Linked DNA regions of Pan troglodytes: all the other regions are linked to region 1. A link is a contact called in public HiChIP or PLAC-seq data. All regions are on one chromosome and are shown on one strand. The core of a region is the stretch at or near the end of the contact, and the rest is flanking DNA. Distances in the headings are between cores, read along the strand shown. Region 1 holds the start of FZD7 (frizzled class receptor 7). Region 2 holds the start of ALS2 (alsin Rho guanine nucleotide exchange factor ALS2). Region 3 holds the start of CDK15 (cyclin dependent kinase 15). Region 4 holds the start of NOP58 (NOP58 ribonucleoprotein).

Evidence for each region. HiChIP or PLAC-seq counts read pairs in DNA pulled down with a chosen protein or histone mark.
Region 2: an H3K4me3 HiChIP or PLAC-seq map of stem cell-derived excitatory neurons shows a contact between it and region 1, with 4 times the contacts expected there. The contact joins the promoter of ALS2 here to the promoter of FZD7 in region 1.
Region 3: an H3K4me3 HiChIP or PLAC-seq map of stem cell-derived excitatory neurons shows a contact between it and region 1, with 6 times the contacts expected there. The contact joins the promoter of CDK15 here to the promoter of FZD7 in region 1. A contact is called at or near these places in 4 of 7 Hi-C or Micro-C datasets (blood, induced pluripotent stem cells and stem cell-derived neural progenitor cells), 1 of 1 datasets of contacts at active chromatin or transcription factors (stem cell-derived excitatory neurons) and 1 of 1 other capture datasets (stem cell-derived neural stem cells).
Region 4: an H3K4me3 HiChIP or PLAC-seq map of stem cell-derived excitatory neurons shows a contact between it and region 1, with 2.8 times the contacts expected there. The contact joins the promoter of NOP58 here to the promoter of FZD7 in region 1. A contact is called at or near these places in 1 of 7 Hi-C or Micro-C datasets (induced pluripotent stem cells) and 1 of 1 datasets of contacts at active chromatin or transcription factors (stem cell-derived excitatory neurons).

Annotation. Positions count from the first base shown.
Region 1 is chr13:104,061,787-104,067,249 of NHGRI_mPanTro3-v2.0_pri, forward strand. It overlaps FZD7 (frizzled class receptor 7), which reads left to right and starts at 3,241. Exons shown (of 1, transcript XM_009444007.4): 1 at 3,241-5,463. The coding sequence starts at 3,241. The coding sequence ends at 4,965.
Region 2 is chr13:103,809,573-103,815,035 of NHGRI_mPanTro3-v2.0_pri, forward strand. It overlaps ALS2 (alsin Rho guanine nucleotide exchange factor ALS2), which reads right to left and starts at 2,258. Exons shown (of 34, transcript NM_001079920.1): 1 at 2,196-2,258.
Region 3 is chr13:103,834,214-103,839,676 of NHGRI_mPanTro3-v2.0_pri, forward strand. It overlaps CDK15 (cyclin dependent kinase 15), which reads left to right and starts at 3,223. Exons shown (of 14, transcript XM_009444001.5): 1 at 3,223-3,584; 2 at 4,291-4,440; 3 at 4,654-4,748. The coding sequence starts at 3,462.
Region 4 is chr13:104,292,357-104,297,819 of NHGRI_mPanTro3-v2.0_pri, forward strand. It overlaps NOP58 (NOP58 ribonucleoprotein), which reads left to right and starts at 2,149. Exons shown (of 15, transcript XM_516036.8): 1 at 2,149-2,858. The coding sequence starts at 2,814.

The DNA of each region.
Region 1 (5,463 bases), core at 1,991-4,490:
TTTTGGACTTGTCTGCCTGGGACAGAGCAAGAGGACTCACATCTGTGACACTTTCCATCTGGGATGGGTTTTCTGCATCTTAGGCATAGACTGCTTTTCATTCGTCCCTTGTATTTAAGGGTTTTTTTTTTTTTCTAAATTATTATCCCTATTGCCTAACATCGGAGCTGTCTGGGGTTATAATATGGAGAGTAGAAGCTCATCAGCTAAACTGGTTTTAGTTGCAGTTGAGACAGTATTTTATCCTGTCAGTTTTCTTTTTTTTTTTGATGACAGTGCTTGGTATTTCTTCCTCAATAAGCAAAGATGACTTAGATCAGTGGCCTGATGAATAAGCATGAAATTTTGATTTAGAAAAGGAGGATATCCTGAAGCTCATGGAGAGAAAAAAGGAATCTAACCCCCCACCACACATACTTTAAATGACAAAGCAAAGCAGCAGCATTGTCTTTAAGCAACATATTTCAACCGAAGATCAACACTCCCCGATGTTAGGTAAGAGGAATAATAATTTAGAAAGAAAAGGGGGGCCCTTTTAAAAACACAAAGAAGGAATGAAACATTTTTAAAGCAGGTATCGTATTACCTTCAGCACATGTCCCAAAGAAAAGGAAAAAAAAGGGGTGGGGGGGTCCGGGAGGGAGGGCGAAACTGATGCTTGGGAGGAAGAAGGCGACTCCCGCTGAGGGCCGGATGGAGGATGTGATCAGTCTAACACTCTGCCTTGGCCCAAAGGCTTCCTTCCGCCCTTTCGACCTATTAACAGGAGTGGGGAAGGACAAAGAACCGTGAATCGGAAAGAACGATTCCCAGCAATCTTCAGTGATCGAAAATAAATAAAGAAAAACAGAGAAAGCCAAAGTCTCCCATGGAAGGGAACCCAATTAATTGTCTTCGATTTCAGAATGAGTTTTTTTCCTGCTGTAGAAGAAGCGCACGGGAGGCAGCAGAGACAGCAACTTCTGCCAAGGTTCAACCTGATCAGAAATCGCTCAGAGCTCCAGCACCCGGGACTGAGGCAGAAGGGCTCCGCCAGGAATAATGTTTTTTAAAGCACAGGATTGCGCTGTGTGTGTGTGTGTGTGTGTGTGTGTGTGTGTGTGTGAGAGAGAGAGAGAGAGAGAGAGAGAGAGAGAGAGGGGAAGGAGGAGGAGGAGAGATTGATCGATTGATTTTTTTCTTTTCCTTCTCAACATGTCACTTTCCTGCATGGGAATTCCTGATATTCCTGGCAGCCCGGAGAGAGGGGAGAGGCTCCCTGGTGACTTATGACCCCCGCAGGAGTAACCAGAGAGCGCGCGCGAGCGCCCAGCGCCTGGCTCAAGACGAAGATTTAACCGAGAACAAAAGAACGTTTGCCAATCAGAAAACGCTACCCGAGAACGAGGATAACACCGCTTTGTGTTCTGAAAACTCTTTAATTAGCCTGGTTTCTAAGACGCATTAAAACATTTCTACGCAGATTCTAAATGGAGGATCAAATGGTTGCTTCTGCAACGAAGATGGGATCCCGAAAGGCCACACGCCGCAGAACCAAGGCACACGGGGCCACTGAGACGCCCGGCGCGTCGTACAGAGTGTTCCTGGGCGCTCGGTCTCAGGTTACTTCTAGAACCAGTCTCCCCAACGCCGTCTTCGTTTCCTTAAAACCTCGCTAGAGTCACCCCAGCTCCCCAGACTCCAGGCCGTGCGCGCGGGCGGGGTGGCCTGAGCCCGGGTTCCCCGCTCTCCCTGCTTCGGGCCCTTTCTCCGAGGGGTCCTTCCTCCCGCCGTCACTCGGCCCCCTCCGCCCGACTCGGGTTTCTCCTCGGAGGCGGCCCCTCCTCCTTTTTATAACTCGGGGGAGGGGAGAGGGGACTGTGGCCTCGCGTGGACTGTTTGGGTCCGGGGGGAAAGAAGCGATCCGCAAGGCGCACCCCCTTCTCGTCCCGTCCCAAACCCCACATTGAGGACCCGGCGACCCGAAAGCCCCGCCAGAGCCAGCCTTTGCAGTCCTAACGCGACTCCTGGTCACGTCTCTCCCCGAAGGGGCGCTGCGCGGTCCTCGCTCCCCTCAAACGCCGCTGGCGAAGGCGCCCCTGCTCAGGAATGCGCATCTGAGTGCACCAGGAAGAGGAACAAATCTTTGAAGCAAATTCCCTTTCTGCGCGTTTTCCCCCCTGAGCGAATTCAGGGTAAAAGTTTTTCCGAACTTTTCCCTCCCAGTCCCCCGCCCCTCCCCTCAGGAATCCGCCCAGAGCGCCGCGGACACCGCCTCCGCCGCTCCCGCGCCCGCCCCTTCCGACTTCCGCCCAATCCGAAGGCGGTCACCGAAAAAACAAAGGCCGCCATTGGGCCGCCGGAGCCTGGGGCCGCCCCCGGAGTGGTTTGTGAATGGGGGGAGGGGAGGGGAGGGGGCGGGCCGGCCCGGAACCCCGCGAGCCCGACGCTTCTTCTGGCGATCAGCGCGACTCCGAGGCGTTAGTCGGCGCTCACTCCCGGCGGGCGGCGGCGGCGGGCGCCAGGACTCGCTGCTGGGGCTGCGAGGGGCTGGAGGGGCCGGGGCCAGGCCGCGGGCACGAGCGCCTCGCGGTTTCGGACGCAGTGTGACTGGGTTTCCAAAAAGAACTCGCCGTGCTCCCGACTCCGGGGCCGAGATCGGACTCAGCAAGAGCCGGCCGTTTGGCTGAAACTTGGGGCCGAGCTTTTGGGGCTGAAGAAGGAGCGGGGTGTGGAGGAGGAGGCGAAGGAGGCGGCGGCGAGCGGAGCCTCGAGGCCAGGAGGCGGGGCAGCCCCGCAGAGGCGGCGGCCGGGGCGAGCGGGCGGCGGCGGCAGGGGTTCTCCTAGCGGGGACCGGACCAGGCGCGGGGGGCGTGCGCGCTGCCGTGCGCCGGGGGTCCAGAGACTTGGGCAAACTTTGAAGGGTGCCGGAGCCGCTTGTTGCTCCTCGCGGCGGAGGAAGCCGCACCGTTACGTCCCCGCGGGGAGAGCGAGGCGGCCCTCCTCGGCGCCCCCAACCCAGGCTGACGAGTTTTGGGCCCCCGGCGGCCCTGCGAGTGCAGGGCGGCGGCGTCTGCGGCGCCTCCGCGGCGCGGGCACCCAGGCGGCAGCGCCCTTTGCTCCACGCCGCCCACGGCCGGGCCCCGGCGCCGTGAGGACTCTCATGCGCCGGGCGCGGCGGCGCCTCCCCGCATCCAAGCCTCTCCCAACCGCCTCGTCGCACTCCTCAGGCTGAGAGCAGCGCTGCACTCGCGGCCGGCGATGCGGGACCCCGGCGCGGCCGCTCCGCTTTCGTCCCTGGGCCTCTGTGCCCTGGTGCTGGCGCTGCTGGGCGCACTGTCCGCGGGCGCCGGGGCGCAGCCGTACCACGGAGAGAAGGGCATCTCCGTGCCGGACCACGGCTTCTGCCAGCCCATCTCCATCCCGCTGTGCACGGACATCGCCTACAACCAGACCATCCTGCCCAACCTGCTGGGCCACACGAACCAAGAGGACGCGGGCCTCGAGGTGCACCAGTTCTACCCGCTGGTGAAGGTGCAGTGTTCTCCCGAACTCCGCTTTTTCTTATGCTCCATGTATGCGCCCGTGTGCACCGTGCTCGATCAGGCCATCCCGCCGTGTCGTTCTCTGTGCGAGCGCGCCCGCCAGGGCTGCGAGGCGCTCATGAACAAGTTCGGCTTCCAGTGGCCCGAGCGGCTGCGCTGCGAGAACTTCCCGGTGCACGGTGCGGGCGAGATCTGCGTGGGCCAGAACACGTCGGACGGCTCCGGGGGCCCAGGCGGCGGCCCCACTGCCTACCCTACCGCGCCCTACCTGCCGGACCTGCCCTTCACCGCGCTGCCCCCGGGGGCCTCAGATGGCAGGGGGCGTCCCGCCTTCCCCTTCTCATGCCCCCGTCAGCTCAAGGTGCCCCCCTACCTGGGCTACCGCTTCCTGGGTGAGCGCGATTGCGGCGCCCCGTGCGAACCGGGCCGTGCCAACGGCCTGATGTACTTTAAGGAGGAGGAGAGGCGCTTCGCCCGCCTCTGGGTGGGCGTGTGGTCGGTGCTGTGCTGCGCCTCGACGCTCTTTACCGTTCTCACCTACCTGGTGGACATGCGGCGCTTCAGCTACCCAGAGCGGCCCATCATCTTCCTGTCGGGCTGCTACTTCATGGTGGCCGTGGCGCACGTGGCCGGCTTCCTTCTGGAGGACCGCGCCGTGTGCGTGGAGCGCTTCTCGGACGATGGCTACCGCACGGTGGCGCAGGGCACCAAGAAGGAGGGCTGCACCATCCTCTTCATGGTGCTCTACTTCTTCGGCATGGCCAGCTCCATCTGGTGGGTCATTCTGTCTCTCACTTGGTTCCTGGCGGCCGGCATGAAGTGGGGCCACGAGGCCATCGAGGCCAACTCGCAGTACTTCCACCTGGCCGCGTGGGCCGTGCCCGCCGTCAAGACCATCACTATCCTGGCCATGGGCCAGGTAGACGGGGACCTGCTCAGCGGGGTGTGCTACGTTGGCCTCTCCAGTGTGGACGCGCTGCGGGGCTTCGTGCTGGCGCCTCTGTTCGTCTACCTCTTCATAGGCACGTCCTTCTTGCTGGCCGGCTTCGTGTCCCTCTTCCGTATCCGCACCATCATGAAACACGACGGCACCAAGACCGAGAAGCTAGAGAAGCTCATGGTGCGCATCGGCGTCTTCAGCGTGCTCTACACAGTGCCCGCCACCATCGTCCTGGCCTGCTACTTCTACGAGCAGGCCTTCCGCGAGCACTGGGAGCGCACCTGGCTCCTGCAGACGTGCAAGAGCTATGCCGTGCCCTGCCCGCCCGGCCACTTCCCGCCCATGAGCCCCGACTTCACCGTCTTCATGATCAAGTACCTGATGACCATGATCGTCGGCATCACCACTGGCTTCTGGATCTGGTCGGGCAAGACCCTGCAGTCGTGGCGCCGCTTCTACCACAGACTTAGCCACAGCAGCAAGGGGGAGACTGCGGTATGAGCCCCGGCCCCTCCCCACCTTTCCCACCCCTGCCCTCTTGCAAGAGGAGAGGCACGGTAGGGAAAAGAACTGCTGAGTGGGGGCCTGTTTCTGTAACTTTCTCCCCCTCTACTGAGAAGTGACCTGGAAGTGAGAAGTTCTTTGCAGATTTGGGGCGAGGGGTGATTTGGAAGAGACCTGCGTGGAAAGCGGTTTGGATGAAAAGATTTCAGGCAAAGACTTGCAGGAAGATGATGATAACGGTGATGTGAATCGTCAAAGGTACGGGCCAGCTTGGGCCTAATAGAAGGTTGAGACCAGCAGAGACTGCTGTGAGTTTCTCCCGGCTCCGAGGCTGAACGGGGACTGTGAGTGATCCCCCTGCTGCAGGGCGAGTGGCCTGTCCAGACCCCTGTGAGGCCCTGGGAAAGGTACAGCCCTGTCTGCGGTGGCTGCTTTGTTGGAAAGAGGGAGGGCCTCCTGCGGTGTGCTTGTCAAGCAGTGGTCAAACCATAATCT
Region 2 (5,463 bases), core at 1,008-3,507, 250 kb before region 1:
AGAGAAAAAAATCTGTTAAAACTCTACCAGGAAAATTCATATCCTGAATACACTTGAAATACGTGGTAGATTTAATTCCACAAAGTTATAAAAAGAGCTAAATGATTTAAAAGTCACAAATCCTCACAGCATGCCTCTGAGTGAGAAAGGTACCTCATAGTACCCAAAGCGGGCCTTCCTTTATACAAGCTTAAAAATCACCACTCTGCCTTTCTTCCTAGTTTTTCAACTCATACTTTACCTAGTCTCACATTAATAAATAATTGTAGTTTTTTACAAGTCAGTCACATTTTTGAGATTATCATTAGAATGGACCCAGCAGCTACTGCTTTAAACCTACAGTTTTCATGAAAAGGTAGGAGATTCCACCTAATTACAAAAACACTAACATCAAGACTCATTGAAGTTCTTAGCATACCCTTTGCTTCTTTAACAGTCAAAGTGCCCAAAGTAAGTGTTTCAAATGACAGCCCAAATTCTGAAAAACTGAAATTTGGAGAGAAGGGATTCCTGTTTATATTGTGTACATTTAAAAAGTAAATAGCCTGCATAATGCCACTCAAGTTTTGTTTTTTTCCCAAAATTATCGGTTTGGTATTTCATTTTTCTGGATCATTACAGTTTCAAATTTTAACACTATTAAACAACTTTGACGTTTTCTTGCTATAATTATGAATTTTAAATCTGCTAATACTGGTCATAGTTTAGAAACTAATAAATTCAAACCATGTATAGATTCTGTCAGTATCTTTTTCACATTAAAATGTCCTTATGGAACACCAAAATTACTACAGAACAACTTGAAATCATATTTTATAGCTACTTCCTTAAAATATTCAGTTCCCTTCCCCATCACTTAAGAAAAGAGTCAGTTTGGATCATGATGTAGTGGGTGGAATTAACTATAAAAACAGCTAATATGTATTGAATATTTACCATAAAACAGGCACTGTAATAAATACGATACATGAACCATTACATGTAAAGGTACTGTTATCAGGAAAACATTTTTATCCCCAATTTAGAGACAAGAGAACTGAGGCAGAGAGATTAAATAACTTGCCCAAAATCAAAGATGTAAATGGATGTGACTCTGGGTATGTTCAGATACAAAGCCTAGACTCTTAACCACTATGCTTATGTTATCAAGGTTAAAACACTGTAGTTTACTGCAAAAACAAATTTTTCACTGCTTTAAATTATTCATTAATTCAAAGGTCAACCGGTCACTCCAAATCATATGATAAATGGGGGGGGGGGGGAAATGTGGGACCAATAGGTTTGCTGAAGTTTTGTACCTGCTCAGAATAAACATATCACACAATTTTATTCCATATAGCCAAATATAAGGGTAACTGAGTAAAGATCTTCACTTGGGTACAGCAGTCAGTTCCTTCTCCATCCTAAACCAGAAAGAAAGCACTGTTCTTGGATATGCCACTTCAACAAGAGTGTTTTTTCTCTTCCACCATCAAAGCCTTAAGCAATAGTACGATTCTACCAGTCTACTGTTGCCTGTCTCCAAAGTAGCCCTATTATCCGAGGACGAACACCAGCGTCAAGGACCTGTGTTATTTTTCTGGCTTCGCTTCTCAAAATAACTTATCTTCTCCTCTTGATGAATTACTTGATAGGCTCAAAGACTTGCCTAAACTACTAATTCTTATTATCAAAGCCATTTTCTTTCTCCGCAACCGCCTTTTCAAGTAGCCCTTGGTCCACTCTTCAACGCGATTTGCACCCTGTGGCAAGGCCGCCAGGGACACTCAGCAGGGTTCCCGGCCACGGACCCCAGTTTATCAGCTCAGCGCCTAGTGTGGGCATTCAAGAAATTCTCGTGAATGAATAGCTGGAAGGCAGCGTGGGTGGAGGCGGGAAGAGGGGACTTGAAGGAATTTCACGCAGCTGAGACCACTGCAGCGGCGCCCAGTCTGGCGAGGGAGAGACCGGGGCAAGTGGGAGAACCTGGGGCCAAGGCAGGGGCCGCCTCGGGCGCTGCTGGACCGGCAGGAGCAGTCGATCGCACCCAGAGCTGGGAAAATGCGGGCGCCGTCTCCGCAGGCCCCCGCAGGGCGCTCTCCGGCCTCGACCACAGCCTCCGCCTAGCTCCCTGTCCCCGGCCTTCCGCATACAAGGGGTCCCAGCCGATAAGCCCTCCTTAGCCAATAGCCAACCCGGGACCCACGCTCGCTCACCTGAAGCTCCACCGGCAGCACCGCGCTCCGCATCCGGCGCGAGCTTGGCAACCCAGTGGGTCCGCGGGATCAGCTGATTCATGGAGGGCGGGGCCTCCGGACAGGGCGGGGCTGCAGGGCGACTAGCGAGGGTAAACGAGGGCGCGGGCGGCTCTTGGAATCCGAGCTCCTGGGAATTGTTCTTGGGAGACTGTCGACGGCGTCTGTTGGGGGTCAAAATTACTGAGAATGCGTTAGGCACTGCAGGCTACGTACTTGGGAGCACAGCCTCTCCCTTAGTTTAGGGCGGAGCTATCATTCCTGAGATGCGCTTTGATGATGACGTAGAATAGAGTCGTCCAAGCCTAGCTACCCGAGCGCTTCCATGGTAACAGGCAGTGGTGAAAGTGGTTGGGAGCAGCAGTCGTTTGTTACCACCTCAAACTGCAAGGGCCGGAAGTATAAAAGTAAAAAGGCTGAAATATTTTCAAATTGCCTTTATGGACAGTACCCTAACAGTGGTCGCTTCTCCCCCAAACTCCCGCGAATGACGTCATCGCCTCGCGGCCCCGTTTCGCCATTGTATTCTCAATGTGTAAACTTACTGGTTAGTTGCAACCCCAAAAGATGGGGTGGGATAGGAGAAAATGAAGTGGCCTCTCCAGTGATTCCCGTAGTACTCCCCAATATACAATCAGTAAAATCAGCTTTCTTGTCCCGCGCAGTTTCATAACACTGTTTTTCGCAGCCACAGTCCCACCCCACCCAGCCTGCACTCTCAAGTCCTCCCATGATTTTATGATTTTCCAGGGCTGCCACTCATGTCGCACAGTGGGTGGAAACCTTCTGCTGCTAGGCATTGTGCCATCGCTGGACCTGCAAACATGCAAATATTTAGACCATCAACGACAGATGTGTAGTCGGGTTCTGAAACTCCTATATCCTATTCACCAACACCCTCAACTCAATTTCCTCCCTGATCCTTCGCCCACCTGCAAAACTGTTAGTCTGCAACAGTTCAACCAACCTTGCACACTCCTGCATCGGTGCAGAAAATCACACAACCCTGAAAATTGGCACCACTGCGAACGAAAAGTGTCCAACTTCAGTCGGGACTTCCATGTGCGACTACGCAATATTGCTGAGCCTAAGACAGTCACGTTTACACATTGCTACTCAGATTATCTCCTATTCCCCTCCCCTGCTGTTCCCAGCCCTCACGCTCTTCTAACCTCTTACTGAACTCTACTCACTCACCCGCTTTGGTAAAAATAAAAATAAAAAATTTTGTCTCTTACATCTCTGAGGAAAGTGAGACCACTAGAGGTGAATTTCCTTAAATCCCAAATCCCATCAGCCACTACCACAAAACCTACCTGCAACCAGTTTTGATTTGTTTTGTTTTGTTTACAGGGAGTCTCGATCTGTCGCCCAGGCTGGAGTGCAGTGGCGCGATCTCGGCTCACTGCAACCTCCGCCTCCCAGGTTCAAGCGATTCTCCTGCCTCAGCCTCCCAAATAGCTGGGATTACAGGTGCCCGCCACTACACCCGGCTAATTTTTGTGTTTGTAGTAGAGATGGGATTTCACCATGTTGGCCAGCCTGGTCTCGAACTCCTGACCTCAATTGATCCACGTGCCTCAGCCTCCCAAGGTGCTAGGATTACAGGCGCGAGCCACCGAGCCCGGCTCCTTTTCACCGAGTCCTTTTCTTCTCCCTCTTTCTTCTTAGAAGATCCTGAACTCAGGATCCCTAATCTCCCCAAAGGAAAGACTTTGTTCTGTTGATGAAAAAAGACAAACTTTATAAAATATTTGAAGAGGTTAAATATACTCTGATCGAAACATGAGTAACCATGGCCTGGGACACAGCCTCAAGAAGTCCTGAGAACATGTGCCCAGGGTGGTTGGGTTATAGCTTGGTTTTATACATTTTAGAGAGACAGAAGTTATAGGCAAAGACATAGATCAATACATGGGGGGCCGGTGGTGCTCACAGATTATAGGTGGATTCAGAGACTTTATGATGGGTTGAAAAAGCTAAGCTTTTCCTAAAGAGTTGAAGTTAGCAGAAAGAAATGTTTGAGTTAAAATGAAGGGGGTTATAGAAGCCAAGGTTCTTGTTACGTAGATGAAGCTTCCAGGTAGCATATGTTATAGGACCTTAAAATGTGTCAAGACTCTTGGTTAAATCTCTCCTGGATCAAGAAAAGACCTGAAAAAGGAAAGTGATTCTGTATAAAATGCAAATTCCCCCAACAAGAGACAGCTTTGCAGGGTCATTTCAAAATATGTCAAAGAAATATATTTTGGGGTAAAATATTTTTATTTTCTTCAGGGCCCACTATCTGTCTTGTAATGCTATACCATAGTCAAGTTAGAGTTGGATAATCTTATTGCTACAAGAGTCTATTTTGTCAGTCTTATGATCTCTATTTTCATTTCATGAAAATGGTTTAGACCACTTTAATGCTGGTCTAAACTCCAAAGGGAGAGGATATAATGAGGTATGTCCAACCTGCCTTCCCATCATGGCCTTAACTAGTTTTTAAGGTTTTCTTTAGGATCCCCTTGGCCAAGGAGGGTGGAGGGAGATCTATTCAGTTGGTTGGGGGGGCTAAGAATTTCATTTTTTTATTTACATTTCCATTACTTATCCCTTCTCCTTCATGTATTTTCAACCTCTGCCTGTCTTCTTATTCCTATATACTTACAGTGTATAAACCTGCTATCTATCTCATCTTTAATTTTTTTACTTTCTGCCTTCTTTCCTTTCCAACCTCATTTCCTACCTCTACTTTCTGACTTCCCAGTCTTCCTCACCATTTCCTTAAGTCTACTGAAATCAATAGTCATCTTCTCATTTTGTAATCTAATGGTACCCTCATAGAATGGAAGCATTCTATGCAACCATCTAAAACAAAGAGGATGATCTCTATATACTGATATGGAATGATCTGGAAATTAGGAGATAAGAGAAAAAAGCTAGATGCTAAGTCCTGTCCATAGTAGTCTACCAATTGTGTGTTATGTATGTCTTTTCAGGAGAGAGATAGGTAGGTTGGAAGATAGTGTAAACTGAAGAATCACCTTTCTAAATTTGAGATATACAAATTGTCTCAGATTTAGAAAGGAGACTTCGTGTTTTGTTTTTTTTCTGAGACAGAGTCTTGCTCTGTCACCCAGGCTGGAGTGCAGTGGCTCGATCTCAGCTCACTACAACCTCCGCCTCCCAAGTTCAAGTGATTCTCCTGCCTCAACCTCCCGATTAGCTGGGATTACAGGCACGC
Region 3 (5,463 bases), core at 1,973-4,472, 230 kb before region 1:
TTATTTCTCATATAATCTGTTGAATGCTGTGATAATCAACATATTCTAGAAATGTTATATTTGGCTAAATTTAATAAAGATAGAATGCAAAGACTGGAAAAAAATGGCAACTTTTAACTAAACATAGTAATTTGAATTCACACCACTTGAGAAAGGAAAAAGAACTCCAAAAATGTGGTAGGTGGAGAAGCTAGCCTGAAATGATCAGTAACCTAAAATGTTCACTGCCAATTTAAAAAGTGGCTACCATTTGTCTTAACACAAATTCCCTGAAAACAGAGCCTGAAGCAAAAGGGGTAGGGTTGTAGGGGCAGTTTGTGCAATCCTAGGGAAGTAGAAGTGAGGAGAAGGAGAGAGCAAATATTAGGATTATTAGGTTGGTGCAAGAGTAATTGTGGTTTTTGCCATTGAAAGTAATGGCAAAACTGTAATTACTTTTGCATCAACCTTATAAATGGAAGATTTTTTCCCTTTCTTTTTTTCTTTCTTTCATCTTTCATCTCTCTCTCTTTTTTTTTTTTTTTTTGAGACAGGGTCTCACTCTTTTGCCCAGGATGGAGTGCATGATGCAATCACAGCTCACTGCAACCTCAAACTCCCAGGCTCAAGTGACACTCCACAAATGGAGCATGTTTCTGAGCTGATCTCAGCTCCACAACATCTCTGGCTTCCCAATGGTGGAAGCGTGCTCCATGGAACTTCCTGCAGTTCTGGATTGTATCACTTGGCCCTCGCAAGCAGTTGCTAGAGAAGCCTGAGCCTCTCTGGCTCTTGGTCTATTTAGGCTGGTGGGCAAGCACAAGGGTTTCTCCTGGTCAGTCAGCTTCATGTGTTGGGGCTCCTTGTCCTATGACGGGGGGAGGTGGCAGCAACAATGAGTGTGCTTCAAGACCCCAGAAATGGCCTCTGTTGCTATGATGGCGACCAGGCTGCTAAAGGAGGTACAGCCAAGCCAATCTGGAGTGGTTCAGAAGCTGAGCCTAATGCACAATGCTAAATGAAATCATCTAAGTCTTTTGTCTTTCAGAAATCTTTCAGAACAAAAGCTATTTCTAACACAGCAAGAAAACATCTTAAGAAGTCATCAGATATTTTTCCTTGGCTTTAAACAAGACTATAAAGCCAGTGTGGTTGCACACACCTGTAGTTTCAGCTATTTGGGAGGCAGAGGTGGGAGGATTGCTTGAGCCCAGGAGTTCTAGACAGGTACGCGGTGCATGCCTGTGAATAGCTTCTGCACTCCAGCCTGAGCAAGAAAGCAAGACCCTGTCTCTGGAAGAAAAAAAAAAAAAGTAGTTAATTCTAGTATCTAAACATAGCAATTTACACCTTTAATAATCAGGCTATAGGCCAATGCTGTGGCTCACGCGTGTATTTCCAGCACTTTGGGAGGCAGGAAGATCGCTTGAGCTCAGGATTTGGAGACAAGCCTACGTAGCATAGTGAAACCTCTGTCTGTACAAATAATAAAAAAATTTTCCAGGCATGGTGGCGTGCACCCCCAGTTCCAGCTATTTGGGAGGCTGAGGTAGGACGAATGCTTGAAGCCAGGAGTTGAAGACAAGCCTGGGCAACATAGTGAGACCCTGTGTCTATAAAAAATAATTAGCTGGTTGTCTTGGCACAGGCCTGCAGCTAGCTACTCGGAAGACTGAGGTGGGAGGATCACTGAGCCCAGGAGGCTGAGGCTGCCGTGAACAGTGATCACCTAGCTGGATTCCAGCCTGGAAGACAGAGGGAGACCCTGTTTCCAAAAAAAAAAAAAAAAAAAAAATGCAAGAAAAGACATCATAAACTTGACCTGGGACATAACTTTTATGTGATGAAATTCACAATCTTTTAGGAAGAAATTAGCATTTCTGATAAAATGTATTATAATTATATTATTATAAATTCAAATGGAATTAAATATTCTGAGAAACTAGCTTTTCACTCTCTCAGTTGTCAGTCAAAACTTTAATGGTCTTTGGCCGGGTGCGGTGGCTCACGCCTGTAATCCCAGCACTTTGGGAGGCCAAGGTGGGTGGATCACAAGGTTAGGAGATCGAGACCATCCTGGCTAACACGGTGAAACCTCGTCTCTACTAAAAATACAAAAAATTAGCCGGGTGCGGTGCCAGACGCCTGTAGTCCCAGCTGCTCAGGAGGCTGAGGCAGGAGAATGGTGTGAACCCGGGAGGCGGAGCTTGCAGTGAGCCGAGATTGCGCCACTGCACTCCAGCCTGGGCGACAGTGCGAGACTCTGTCTCAAAAAAAAAAAAAAAAAAAGTTGAATGGTCTTTGAGCCAAGTAGTCTTCCTTTTCTTCTTCTTCTTTTTTTTTTTTTTTCAAAAAATATCTCTAGATTGAATCTTGGAATTGGCTTAAGTCTCTTCTCTTGTGGCAATTTTGAAATGAAAAAATACATGCTCATAATGAAATTACCTGAACATTTAAAAAAACCATCATGAGGTTCGAATATCAAATATTCATAAATATTGTTGTGATAATAGACATAACTCTTATTTTTTCCCTTAATAATGATTGTTTATATATCCTCCATTCTGTCTCACTTTATGATTAGTACATTATAGTGGCAATAATCTTAGGAATCTAACAGAGAAAAGTGTTGCATTTGAAGACTACAGACTGCAAACCAATTTAAGCCAGATTCCTTGACATGTTGTGCTATTAATATAGTACTTTACATATAGTAAACATTAATTACATATATGTGGAAGGAAGCAAGCAAGAAAGGAAGAAAGTATTTCATTCAAACTCCTCTCTCTCCATCACCATTGGCTAATATCATCATTTGTACAGTTAAGAACAACATAGGTGCTCACCACATAGTTTTTGAATAAATGAATGAATGGCAACCCTTCTAAGACTATTGGACACACTATTGTTTGAAGGCAAAGAGATGCAGTAGATATCTTCAACTTTTTTCCTGTTTTATGATTCTGTGGTTTCTTTGACTACTAAAAGTTAGCTAGGTAGCAAATTTGTTTTAAAGTCTGAAAACCAAAATGCTTTCAGATAAAAGGTAGGGAGAAAAATACTCCTCAACATGTCCACTTTAGCATCAGGAAAACCTAATATCAATATCACCATCAATGATATCATATAAATATCATTGCATAGATAAGCAATGTCAATCCCTAAAAACTATGTATACCAATAGCAGTAACTTGTGGCCAGAACAAGAACCTTAACTGTGCCAAATTTCATTCTATTCAATAGCAGCTGCCTCGTTTTCAGTTGTGCACATCTGAATGCAAGCAATCCCTGTCTGATGTGGAGTTTCTTGCACTGATAAGGAAAAACTGCTGAAGTTGTGAGGCTGCTCCAGGCAGAGCCATCATGTGAGTCATATGAAAGCTCCACGCTGCTGACCTCTGGCAAAAAGGGAGAGAACAAGGATAGGAGAGGCAGTGGGGGAAAGGTTCAAGTGCGGGTTTTCTCCTTGAACCTAGAAGATTATGGGTCAAGAGCTGTGTGCAAAGACTGTACAGCCTGGATGCAGCTGCTATCGTTGTTCAGAGGGAGGCGAGGCACACAGCTGTCGGAGGAGTCAGCCTGAGACCACGGAGGCTGCGTTCAAGGTATTTGTATCCCAGGAGAGAGCATCTTTCTCTATTGATAAACCAAGGAGTTCAGACACTCCCTTTTTGTAGCGGGGTCTGATTCTTCTGCGGTAGGTCTAAACCAATAAAATGAAAATTCTATTAAAGTCACAGAAAATTTATGGCTGTAGTTATCAAATTTGGGGAATTTCTTGTAAACCAAAAGGGAAAAATAATCCTTGGCTTTGGGCTGCACGAAACTCACTTGGCTTGAAGTCGAGAAAGTAGTTCTCTCAAAATCTCTAAGGTCCTAAATTACAGAGCTGAAACTTAAAAGGCAAGCTGCAGTATTAGTTGGTATGCTATGGATTTGAAACTTTAGTAATTAGTTCATGATTATTAGCAATGCCATAGATTATTCCCCTACAGCAATAAATTAAGTGGACATGAAAAAAAAAAGCCAGACTTAATCAGAAAAAAGTTGCAAAACATCCATCAAAGAGATTTAGGTTAACCTGAATGTTAAAGACACATTTTTAGGTGAAGAAAGAATGTAGTATTTCAGGAGTTGATACCATTATGGTCTTTTTCAGGGATCTTTCAAGAAAAGTGCCTTTTGGGGGTACAGGAAGCTTAGAAAACATTTGAAGAGTGAAAATGAGGCAAATAAAGAAAAAATGGTTTTACCAGGCACTGAATCTTTACTTTGCATAAATTTTATTTCTGCTCTTTCTTTTTTCTCTAGCTAACAGACCTAAAAGAAGCATCATGTTCCATGACTTCATTTCACCCCAGGGGACTTCAAGCTGTCCGTGCCCAGAAGTTCAAGAGTAAAAGGCCACGGAGTAACAGTGATTCTTTTCAGGAAGAGGATCTGAGGCAGGGTTTTCAGTGGGTGAGTGAGCAGCTGATGTTGATCAAGAAGAATTTAATGTGAGCTTGTCTACGGAGGCTGGCCCTTGCTTCCAGGGCAATTACTGAGCGAGCCTTCCCAAGTCTGCTCTGGCAATGCTGTCTAATTTCCCTGGGGAAAAAAAGTCAACACTAAAAAAAGTGCTCTTTCTCTCTTCCCTTTCACCCGCTCCTTTTCCCCATTCCCCTAGAGCAGAGGAAGAGCCTCCCTTTTGGGGCAGCCTCATCTTACTTGAACTTGGAGAAGCTGGGTGAAGGCTCTTATGCTACAGTTTACAAGGGGATTAGCAGGTGAGTGACACATAGCTGGGAGAGACTTTAGAGATGAGAGTCCCGCCCCCCCAATTTCACATTATAAAGCCAGGTGAGACATCATAGAAGTTCATAGCACTCAGGACCTGTGCAAGACACCATGGCCGACAGGGAGAGAGACATGATGACTTAAACAGCCTTGAAAGAAAAACAAACCTGCCCTGCCCTAATTAAAATCAGCCCACTTAAATGTTTATCAGCCTTTCCCTTCTTGCATTCAATTCAGAGAATTCAAAGAAAATAGACATTCTCTACTACTGACCCAAAGAACAATTATCACTCTTCAGGCCTGTGGGAGGCACAGTTGGTAAAGCGTCTCTAACAGGTTTTTTATATCCCTCCCTAAATCACAATGACAGAGGTTTGTAATGGCAACCTGGAATTTGCTGCTTCATTCCTCCCCCTGGCCTTTATAGAAGAAACTGAAGTTGGTTTCTGCAAATTATGGTACATGCAAAAGATGATAAATCCTAGATTTTTTATATTTGCAAAATACACAAAATGTCTGGAGAATAAAAATACTGCTTATTCAAAAGCTAAGTACTAATTTTGGTAAACAACCAACTTTGTTAAATATATGTAAAAGATCCATGAATTCCCCTTTTAGTCAAGGTGGGAAAGTTGGATGGTCACTTTTTTCTTTATGTTACTCCAATAGAGAGAAAAGTAATGGCTCAATAGTGGTTAAATATTA
Region 4 (5,463 bases), core at 899-3,398, 230 kb after region 1:
TCATCTCTCTTGTCTCCCTGACCACACTGGATTACAGCTGTAACTATAATCAACCATGCTTTTTTTCTTTTTTGAGACAGGGTCTTGCTTAGTAGCCCAGGCTGGAGTGTAATGGCGAGATCATAGCAGGCGTGAACCATGCACTCGGCCAATTATGCTCTTGAATTCACCCTAGGCCGGGCGTGGTAGCTCATGCCTGTAATCCCAGCACTTCGGGGGGCTGAGGCAGGCGGATCACCTGAGGTCAGGAGTTCAAGCCCAGCCTGGCCAACATGGGGAAACCCCGTCTCTACTAAAAATACAAAAACTAGTTGGGCATGGTGGCGCATGTCTATAATCCCAGCTACTGGGGAGGCTGAGGCAGGAGAATCACTTGAGCCCAAGAGGCAGAGGCTTCAGTGAGCTGAGATCGTGACTGAGATCGCGACACTGCGCTCCAGCCCTGGCGACAGACTGAGACTCCGTTTCACAAAAAAAAAAAAAAAAAATTCACCGTAGATTCCTCTGTCCTGTGACTTTATGTTATTCAACCCAGGATTTTCTTTCCTCTTAATCTCAGGTTGCAGAGTTGCTACCTATTTAATGTTCCACAATCTTGAGCAGGTTGCAATTTTTTTTTTTTTAGATGGAGTCTCGCTGTGTCGCCTAGGCTGGAGTGCAGTAGTGCCACCTCGGCTCACCGCACCCTCCGCCTCCTGGGTTCAAGCAATTCTCCCAGCAGGTTGCAATTTAATGATTAGGAACAATCTGCATATAGGGCCTGGGAAGTGAGTAAGGAAATTTTACCCCTGTTGGAAGACAGACTTGTGAAACAACTGGGGTATTTAATCCCAGTCCCTGAGACTGAAAGGCTTCCAGAAAAGTAAGTAACACTAAATCAAGAAGACAGTCTAAATTCAGCCCCGCACAGTGGCTCATGCCTGTAATCCCAGCACTTCGGGAAGCCGAGGTGGGTGGATCACCTGAGGTCGGGAGTTCGAGACAAGCCTGACCAGCATGGAGGAACCCCATCTCTACTAAAAATACAAAATTAGCCAGGCATGGTGGTACATGCCTATAATCCCAGCTACTCGGGAGGCTGAGGCAGGAGAATTGCTTGAACCCGGGAGGCAGAGGTTGCAGTAAGCAGAGATCATACCACTGCACTCCAGCCTCGGCAACAAGAGTGAAACTCCGTCTCAAAAAAAACAAAGAAGAAAAAGAAAAAAAAAAGACATTCTAAATTCATACCCTGGGGTCATTTTAACAAATGCAGCAAAAATAGGAGAGGCTTATTGAAAGAAAACTGTGCTAATAATTCATTTGGCCAGACAGAAAAGAACGGCCAGGAATGCTCACAAATATAGTGACAGTAATGGTGTTATTCTGAGGCCTTCGCCTCAAGGCAGGGCTTGAAAGGGGATAAAGTCTAACGGCACTAGCTGGCATTTCAAATTCTAGATGCCTGAGGCAGACTGGCACCGAAACAGCTCCTCGTTTCTCTCAAAGTGAACATATAATTCATAGAGGGTTAACAAAATAATATCGTGAAGTTTTTCCCCTTTAAATCTCTAGCGGTGGCGGGGCGCGGTGGCTCACGCCTGTAATCCCAGCACTTTGGGAGGCCGAGGTGGGAGGATCCCTTGAGGTCAGGAGTCCGAGACTAGCCTGGGCAACATCGTGAAACCCTGTCTCTACAAAAAATTAGCTGGGTGTGGTGGCACAGGCCTGTAGTCCCAGCTGCTCCGGAGGGTGAAGTGGGAGGATCGCTTGAGCCTGGGAGTTGGAGGTTGCAGTGAGCCGTGATAGTGCCACTGCACTCCAGCTTGGGCAACAGCCAGACTGTCTCAAAAAAAAAAAAAAAAAAAAAAAGGCCGGGCCTAGTGGGTCACGCCTGTAATCCCAGCACTTTGGGAGGCCGAGGCGGGCGTATCACGAGGTCAAGAGATCGAGACTATCCTGGCCAACATGCTGAAACCCCATCTCTACTAAAAATACAAAAATTAGCTGGGCGTGGTGGTGTGTGCCTCTAGTCCCAGCTACTGGGGAGGCTGAGGCAGGAGAATTTTTTTTTTTTTTTTTTTTTTTGAGACGGAGTCTCGCTCTGTCGCCAGGCTGGAGTGCAGTGGCAGGATCTTGGTTCACTGCAAGCTCCGCCCCCTGGGTTCAGGCCATTCTCCTGCCTCAGCCTCCCGAGTAGCTGGGACTACAGGCGCCTGCAACCACACCCGGCTAATTTTTTGTATTTTTAGTAGAGACGGAGTTTCACCGTGTTAGCCAGGATGGTCTCGATCGATCTCCTGACCTTGTGATCCGCCCGCCTCGGCCTCCCAAAGTGCTGGGATTACAGGCGTGAGCCACTGCGCCCGGCTAAGAGAATTTCTTGAACCCGGGAGGCGGAGGTTGCAGCAAGCCGAGATCACACCACTGCACTCCAGCCTGGGTTACAGAGCGAGACTCCGCCTCAAAAAAAGAAAAAAAGGCGCAAAGGCTCCGTTCAGGCCCTAGATCCCGCGATACAAACTTTCTCGGCCCGCCCCAGCCCGCTGTGGCGGGAACATTCTGGAAGTGACGGCAATCTCTGCGGCAGTCTTCTGTCGGAAGTGACGTCGCTATCCCAGAATCCTCAGAGAAGGAGTAGCGCGTTCGTGCGTCCTAGTTCCAGTACAGCGTGGAGGGCTTAGGCAGCGTGTTCTGATTCTCTGCGGGACGGCGAGCGCATTTGTGCTTTGCCCGCCGCGGCCTAGGAGGCCTTTTGAGGCCGCGTAGTCGGTGTTTTTGAACTGACTCCACAGCTTCTGGCGGGCCGTGCGGCGCCCTGACCCGGCCTCACCATGTTGGTGCTGTTTGAAACGTCTGTGGGTTACGCCATCTTTAAGGTAGGTGGGAGAGCGAGCCGTTAAAGGGGGAAGGCGGATGCTGGACAGACGAGGAGAGGGAAAGACTTAAGCACGGAACTACTCAGAGTAGCGTGGGTGCCTGTTATAGCCCGGGCTCTGGGAGGAGGGAGAAGGCCTTTACACCTGAGAGCCATGTTACGTATAACACGTGGCCCCGCCGTTTGGGGAGACCCGTTCTGCATTAGAGGATTTTATTTCCTCCCGTTGAAGAGGTGGGCAGGAGGCGTGTTAGAATTTAACAGATTATAGGGAATTCGGACTTTATTCTAGATGTTTTGAGGAATGATCGAAAGATTTTTTTTTTTTTTTGAGATGGAGTTTCGCTCTTGTTGCCCATGCTGGAATGCAGTGGCGCAATCTTGGCTCACTGCAACCTGCGTCTCCCGGGTTCAAGCGATTCTCCTGCCTTGGCCTCCCGAGTAGCTGGGATTACAGGCCTCCATCCACCACCACGCCTGGCTAGTTGTTTTTGTTTGTTTGTTTGCTTTTTAGTAGAGACGGGGTTTCACCATGTTGGCCAGGCTGGTCTTGAACTCCTGACCTCAAGCGATCCACCTGCCTCGGCCTCCCAAAGTGCTGGGATTACAGGCGTGAGCCACCGTGCTCGGCCAATCGAAAGGATTTAAGCAGAGGAATGACCTGCTAATTTGTCTTAATACGGTTACTCTGCTGTGTGGAGATTAGACTCGAGGAGATAAGAACGGCAGCAAGAATACTTTTGCATTCATTTGGACAAGATGAAATTGCCTGGTATGGAGAGAAACAAATATCGATAGAAATTGTGAAGGTAGAACAGAAAGGACTGGCTAATAGATTGAATGTGGGGTTTTGGTTTAAATAAGATGTTAAGAAAGTTTCTTGTGGGGGAAGGACTAAAGATTTCCGGTTTGGGCTTTTCGAAGCTTGCGTTGTCTATTAGACCTGATAATGCAGTTGTGTAGATCGGGCAGTTCAGTATTTCAGATTTGAAGCTTAGGGGAAAACATCTGGGCTGGTAATGTCAGTTTGAGATTTGGTTGTTTTCGTGGGGAAAGTTTGACAAGTTCGTCAGCACTGAAATGGTTGAATGGTAAGACATTCGTATCGCAAGATGCTGTTGAGATGTTAGGAAGAATGAGTGAGATTGAGTGCCTTTTCTTGTGCGGTGCAACTCTTCTGAGGTCTGTGAATATAGCAATGAAAAATAAAGTTTTTATGTATATTCTACATATGTATATGTTGGTAGAAAGCAAAAACGCTAGGTAAAAATAAATGTAATACAATTTTAGCTATGAACCAAAAAACCATTTGTGGTGTGGATGCAAGAAAGTCTGGATGGGTGCAGAGTTCTCCATGTTTCACTTCTGATATTTGAAAATACGCAGTTTGCATTTGATACGTCAAATGTTATTTTTAAGAAAACCAATAAAATCATTAAAACCGAAAAGGCAGTTTTGCTTGTTTTTACCTTAGTTGGAGTTATCTGCAATTGCCGTATTAGTGTTTTAAGGAACTTGTAAGTAAGCTCCTTAGTCCCCTTTAGAGCTACGAAACATGTCAATTTTACTTTTCTCCAGCTTTTTGGAATCTTATCTAAATTACCATGTAGAGTTCTGCATAGCTTCAAATTCTCTTAGCCAATGTGGTCTGTAAGTGTCTATCGATGAATTTCACCGTTAATTGCCGTAGTATACTGTCTTGTACCGGATGTGAAGAGGAGCAACTCTGCACAGTGCACTGGTTGTCTCCCATGGTAGGAAGGAATTGGCTTATCAATGGTCGGATTTCTAGACCTGGGTCCTAAAATACTCAACCGTGTCTCGATGAATTACTCATTTCTATTAATGAAAAGTGTCCTCCTCCATGAAAATGTCTTTGAGTATTCCGTTGGAGTTTGCAGTGCTATTTATCTGCAAGTTACTGTTCAAAATGATTAAATTGTGGTTTATGTAACCTAGTACTAAAGAAATAACTAGTTAAGCTCGAATATGTTGATATTGATTAGTTTGTAATTATTGGAATTAACATTGATCATTTCTGAGTATAAAAGACAAACGTTCTGGAACTAGTGATGGCTGCACATTTTTGTGAAAATGCACTACTAAAAAGTGAATTGTACACTTTAAAAGGGCAAATATTAAGATACATGTAAAATTAATATGATATATGGTGAATTTTATCTCCTAAAAAAGTAGACATACGGTTCAAAGTTATTAGTTTCCTTTCCCATAATCTTTCAAAATGCTAGGGTATAAAATTATGTTGGTTGCCAGGCATGGTGGCTCATGCCTGTAATCCCAGCACTTTGGGAGGCCGAGGCCGGCGGATCACAAGGTCAGGAGTTTGAGACCAGCCTAACCAACATGGTGAAACCCCGTCTCTACTAAAAAAATAGAAAAATTAGCTGGGCGTGGTGGTGTGCGCCTGTAATCTCAGCTACTTGGGAGGCTGAGGCGGGAGCATTGCTTGAACCCGGGAGGCGGAGGTTGTGGTGAGCTGAGATCGTGCCATTGCACTTCAGCCTGGGCAATAAGAGCACAACTCCGTCTCAAAAAAAAAAATTATATTGGATGCATATAATTCATGCTTTGATGAGAATGCTTTA